2 separate regions of the Macaca mulatta genome follow, and region 2 is linked to region 1. A link is a contact called in public Hi-C data. All regions are on one chromosome and are shown on one strand. Each heading gives the region's core, a stretch centred on a gene start, on an enhancer-like site or on the middle of the called end of the contact. The rest is flanking DNA. Distances are from core to core; before and after follow the strand shown. Region 1 holds the start of TRMT10C (tRNA methyltransferase 10C, mitochondrial RNase P subunit). Region 2 holds the start of LOC701808 (putative protein ARB2BP).

Region 1 (2,849 bases), core at 135-2,634:
AGCTGGAACTACAGGCACACACCATCATGTCCAGCTAATTTTTGCATTTTTAGTAGAGACGTCGTTTCACCATGTTGGCCGGGATGATCTCAATCTCTTGACGTCGTGATCTGCCTGTCTCGGCCTCCCAAAGTGCTGGGATTACAGACATGAGCCACCGCGCCCGGCCCAAAAGTATTTCAATTTTATGAAGCCCAATTTGTATATTTTTTCTTATGTTGCCTATGATTTTGGTGTCATACTTATGAAATCTACCAAATCCAATGTCATGAAGATTTTCCTCTATGTTTAATTCTGTTTTATAGTTTTCACTACACTATTTTATTTAAGTATTTGACTCATTTTGAGTTAGTTTTTATATATGGTGTTAGGTAAGGGTCCAACTTCACTCTTCTCATGTGTATATGCAGTTTTCCCAGCACAAACTGTCGAAAAGATTGACCTTTCCCCAGTAAATGGTCTTGTACCATATGTTTTTAAGATGACAGCTAAACTAAAATAATTGAAAACATAAAAACACTGTGCTAGCTAAACAAAATATGTGGAGGCTGGATTTTGACCCAAAGGCCACCAATTTATTTACAACAGTGTTTTAACTTCATTTCACATTAAATTTTCCAAATGAACTAGGAGGAGAGAGAAACTTACTGTGGCTTACCATGTTCCAAGCATAGTGACAGGTACTGGTGATAAACTGGTCAAAAAGATTAAGAGTTTAAAGTCCTAGCGTCAGGGAGTTTGAAGCTGAGTAAGAAGATCTGTGGAAAAAAACACACTTTATTTTAGTACTTGGTCAGCAAATGTTTATAAATACGGAGCCCAAGAGGAGAGTCAGTTGAGAACAGGATTAGGAACAGTTTTTGTTTGGCTTTTTGAGACGGAGTCTCACTCTGTTGCCCAGCCTGGAGTGCAGTGGCGTGATCTCGGCTCACCGCAACCTCCGCCTCCCGGGTTCAAGTGATTCTCCTGCCTCAGCCTCCTGAGTAGCTGGGACTACAGGCGCGCGACACTACACCTGGCTAATTTTTGTGTTTTTGGTAGAGACGGGATTTCACTATGTTGGCCAGGCTGGTCTCGAACTCCTGACCTCAAGTGATCCGCCCGCCTCAGCCTCCCAAACCGCTAGAATTACAGGCGTGAGCCACCTGGCCGGCCCAGAGACAGTTTTTAGGATAAATGGAGGAAAACACAACACAACACAACATAGGTACAAATCCATGACAACTAAGAGCGTAGTCTGCAAGTACCCAACTGCCTACAGACACCTGTCTAGTCTACGGCGCTTCTTTCAGCCGGGAAAGCGTTCTTTGCGTGCTGTGACATAAAAAAGCAGCGCCGGAAGGGAGAGGGCGGAACTTCCGCCTGAGCCCCAGCAACCGCTTTGGTCTATCGTGTGGAATGTTGGGTGAGCTGCGTGCTGGCTTCGGCGCGGGTCACTGGGCGTCCATACGGCGGAGTCCTTCGTCCTCTAGGGTCCCTGCACTTTGCGTCAGCTAGAACCACTATCTTTGCACTCCTGGTAAGCGAGTTTCTTCTTTCTCCTAATGTGTGTGTTGGGGGTGGGAGGACGCCGGAGACGTTCCGGGACGCACTTAGTGGAGCATATGCGCTCGGAAGGTCCAGAGGTAAGAGGAAGCCCAGTGAATAATAAACTGTAACTAGTACAGTACCTTAAACAAAATCAGTGGTTCCTGAAACGATGTCCTTGATTGCTTTTTGCAAGTGGGGTTTTCATTTCTGTGGTATTCTAAGTCTTTACCAGTTACAAGAATAAAACTTTTAAAACTCTTTCTGAAATCAATGTTTATTAGACTGGTGCCTGGGGACTCCAGCTTAAATATTTCGGGGATTTTAAAGTAAATTGTTTTCTCTTTAAAGGGAGGCTGAGCAGGGCGCGGTGGCTCACGCCTGTAATCCCAGCACATTGGGAGGCCGAGGCGGGCGGATCACGAGGTCAGGAGATCCGAGACCATCCTGGCTAACACAGTGAAACCCCGTCTCTACTAAAAATACAAAAGAATTAGCCGGGCGTGGTGGGCGCCTGTAGTGCCAGCTACTCGGGAAGCTGAGGCAGGAGAATGGCGTGAGCCCGGGAGGCGGAGCTGGCAGTGACCCAAGATGGCGCCACTGCACTCCGATACCCCTCAAAAAAATAATAAAGGGAGGCTGAACTTTTTTTCTTTTTTTTAATGTAAGAAGCATCGAGCAAGGATATTAGGAAAATATTTGCGTGATTACTGTGAGCCAATATTTATTGACAATATTTATTGTCAAGCATTGGATTCAATGTTAACATTATAGACAAAGTCCTTGTCCTCATGGACACTAGTTAGTCCTTACCATCTAGAGAGGCAAATAGATAACCAGCCAATTACAGTACAGTGTTAGAAGTACTGTCATAGGGACAAGAGTGCTGTGAAAACTAATGGTGGAATACTAAAGTGTGAGGTGAAGAGTAGCTAGAGATGCTGATGCTGCTGACCTGGCCGCAATAGGCTTAGAAATATATGTTGGGAACAATACCAATGGATAGCAATATCCCTTGAAACAACACTGAAGGAGGACCAGATTGTGAAGCAAAGGTAGAGGGGTTATTTCGATTTGTTGCATTTGAGGTGTTTTTTGTTTGTTTGTTTGAGACAGTCTTACTCTGTCGCCCAGACCGGAGTGCAGTGGTACAATCTCGGCTCACTGCAACTTCCGCCCCCCCCCACCCCCCCACCTTTTCAAGCAATTCTTCTACTTCAGCCTCACGAGTGGCTGGGATTACAGGTGCGCACCACCACACCTGGCTAATTTTTGTAATTTTAGTAGAGATGGGGTTTCACCATGTTGGTCAGGCTGGTCTC
Region 2 (2,849 bases), core at 219-2,718, 54 kb before region 1:
ATTATACCTAGAGTTCTGTGTTAGGAAGCACGCAAATGACGCCAGCTAAGCGCTGTGCATTTTCCTAATGTGTCCATTTTACTTAGAGGTTTGGTGCGGGGTGGAGACTATTAAACATCAGTTGAAGGCATATACCTACATGTATGTATAAATATACACATATATCATTTATACATGTGCTTTCAAAGGAGAAAACTACTATCTCCAGAATACACACCAAAATCGCTAACACTGGTTGCATATGAAAAGGGATTTCAGGTTTTCAACTGCTTCAAGTAGTGTCCCCAGAGATCCATAATCACTCTCCTTTGCAATTAAGGCTGAAAGAAGTTTGAGATGCACTGCCACAGGGCACTCCTAAATAAATTTGGAATTGTCAACAATGTTTCTGCAGAAATCAACGGTACCATAAGAAACAGAAAAATGAAATGAAATTGATTCATTGGGCGTTCGTTTGTGGACTGTAAGCATGTGAGTCCTCGTCCTCTCCTCCTACCACCCGTAGGACTTAACACAAGGACTTGAGGACCCCTTAATGGATGAAATGTTTGACAAAAACTTCTCGACTGGGAGGAACTCTACCTCACGTCTTTATAACTCCACCTTCTTGTTTCCAAGACGTTGTACACAAAACTGAAGATAGTCATTTAAAACAAAATAATTTCCAAAACAAAAATATGCTGAAAATAAAAACACAACGAAAGCACGGCTTCATATCCTTTGTTTGATTTTCCAATCACTTTTGGAAGACGCAGGGGAGGCTGGAAAAGAAAAAGGCTATTAGGCGGGCCTGTTCAGCAGAACAAGACCCAGCGAGGCATTGTATCAAAGAAAAGGAGTCTCCGTTCGCAAGCCCCACCTTTCCTCCCCAGCAGCAGCTACCTGCTGAGGGAAAGAGGAGGGAGAGGGGAAGGGACGCAAAGTCGAGAAGCAAAGGAAGAGAGGAAAGTGGGGTCAGGCGCTGAGACACCGAAATGAAATTGGAACATTGGTGGAATTACGAGGAAGGCGTGGCAGAGAGTGGCAAGCCAACCGGGAAGATCCATGGTCCGATGAGACGCAAGGAGAGTGTTCGCGGGAGGAGGGAAAAAATAAAAGGGGTTTTGAGGTGAAGAGCGCCCGAGGCTTCGATGACAGCTCGGACCCGGTCTTCGACTCGAGGGGCGGGGACGACCCGGGAGCCTTCCATTGTGCGCGCCCCCTCCTCTCCCCGCCCCCGCCCTCGCCCTCGCGGCTTCGGGCCGCAACCCCAGCTGCCGCCAGCGCCTCCCGTCTGCCCCGGGTAGGAGACAATATGCTTAACCCTCCTCCGACCCTTTCTCACCGGATGAAGATGGCCGTCGCCCGAGCTTTCTCTTGTCCATCTTCTCCCGCTGCTGAAATTTCAGTTGCAGGCGCTGTCACCTCAGGACCCCTCCGGCTTGGGAGAGGGAGGGGGAGGGGAAAGAAAAAAAAAAAAAGCCAGCAATGTGCGAAGCGCGCTTGCGCAAGAGCCGTCGCCTGCCCTTCGACCGGAAATCAGCTGCCCCTCCCACCATCAACCGGAAATCATTTCCTGGGACTTTTCTCTGTGGGCTGTCTCCTCCAGCGTTTTTTTCGTGGGGTTTATTTCATGATCTGATCCCCTCTGGGGAAGTGAACCATCTGGGTGCTTGATTTTAGCTTTGTTGACTTTGAAGATTAGATTGACAACAATTAAAAGGGGAAAACAGGAACTCCTCCGGTTCACTGGATCTCGCGAGGTGGCCAAACAACTATGAAAACAAAACGTTAGTGTTTGCAGTATTACGTTCCTGACAGCCTCTCTTACATATTTGCCCCAAACGCCCTTCCTCGAACTCAGAAACCAAAAGATTTTAAGATGGCAAAATCACCTAATAATAGCCTAGCTATTAGTTTAGCATTTGCACTGAAAATAAGTAGGCTGACGAGGAAAAATGTCTTAGAGAGAATTTCTTTTTAAAATTAAAACTCGTGATTTTTAAAGTTCCGTAAAAGCTAGAACTTAATTTTTCAATAACTGAAATACTGAGATGACAAAAAGTGGGTGGCTATACACTGGAATTTGTTCAATTAACATTTACCACGATACTTAAGGGACTAGACCGGTCATCAATGAACTAAAGGTCTGGTACTATTAGCCTGATCCCTAATGGTGCATATCTGAATAATTTTTAAATGAACGTGTAAGCTTTCATGACGATTTAATCACAAGTTTAACAAAATTCAGCACAGTGCTCTAAGCAGGGAAAATGTTTCTGGCATGATCCAAGCCCAAAGGGACTCTGGAAATCAATCGGGTTTGATTCCCAAGCCGGCCCTTTATACCTCTCACCCCTATCCCTCCAACCCCCATCTCCCATCCTAATGGAGTCAATAAAGGGATCGGCCCAACTCGTCCACTAAAGCAGTCCCCTTCTTCATGAGTCAAGCCTTCCTAATTATAATATGGTCAGTCCCCAGGTAGAGGTGAGGCCACAGGTGTTGTGGGGTGTTGGGCTTGGGGAAGTGTTCTACATGGCAGTAATGACCGCAAGGCAGATACACTTTAAGTCTTGCTGGGATTGAGGTTCACTGTAAGGATTTCATTTTGTTGGTTTATTTGGTTAATTTCTGTTTAACAAAAACATTGCTTTCTGAATAATAATTGAATGTTCAGTTTCCTCACAAACTAATTTTTTTAACCAAAGAACTTAACTGACTCAGAAGTCAAGCTGGGCCGGGCACAGTGGCTCACGTCTGTAATCCCAGCACTTTAGGAGGCTGAGGCAGAATAGCTTGAGCCCAGACATTCAAGACCATCCTGGGCAACAAAGCAAGACCCCCCTCTCCACAAAAATATACAGGCC

What was found. Hi-C and Micro-C count contacts between places; a contact is called where the count stands out from the background.
Region 2: a contact with region 1 is called in a Hi-C map of fetal cortical plate, with 1.7 times the contacts expected there. The contact joins the promoter of LOC701808 here to the promoter of TRMT10C in region 1. A contact is called at or near these places in 4 of 14 Hi-C or Micro-C datasets (CD4 T cells, cortical neurons, fetal cortex germinal zone and 1 more).

The regions. Positions count from the first base shown.
Region 1 is chr2:182,019,241-182,022,089 of T2T-MMU8v2.0, reverse strand. It overlaps TRMT10C (tRNA methyltransferase 10C, mitochondrial RNase P subunit), which reads left to right and starts at 1,384. Exons shown (of 2, transcript XM_015129663.3): 1 at 1,384-1,519. It also overlaps the pseudogene LOC106996647.
Region 2 is chr2:182,073,138-182,075,986 of T2T-MMU8v2.0, reverse strand. It overlaps LOC701808 (putative protein ARB2BP), which reads left to right and starts at 1,468. Exons shown (of 2, transcript XM_015129067.3): 1 at 1,468-1,570. The coding sequence starts at 1,468. It overlaps SENP7 (SUMO specific peptidase 7), which reads right to left and starts at 1,430. Exons shown (of 22, transcript XM_077993995.1): 1 at 1,325-1,430. The coding sequence starts at 1,364.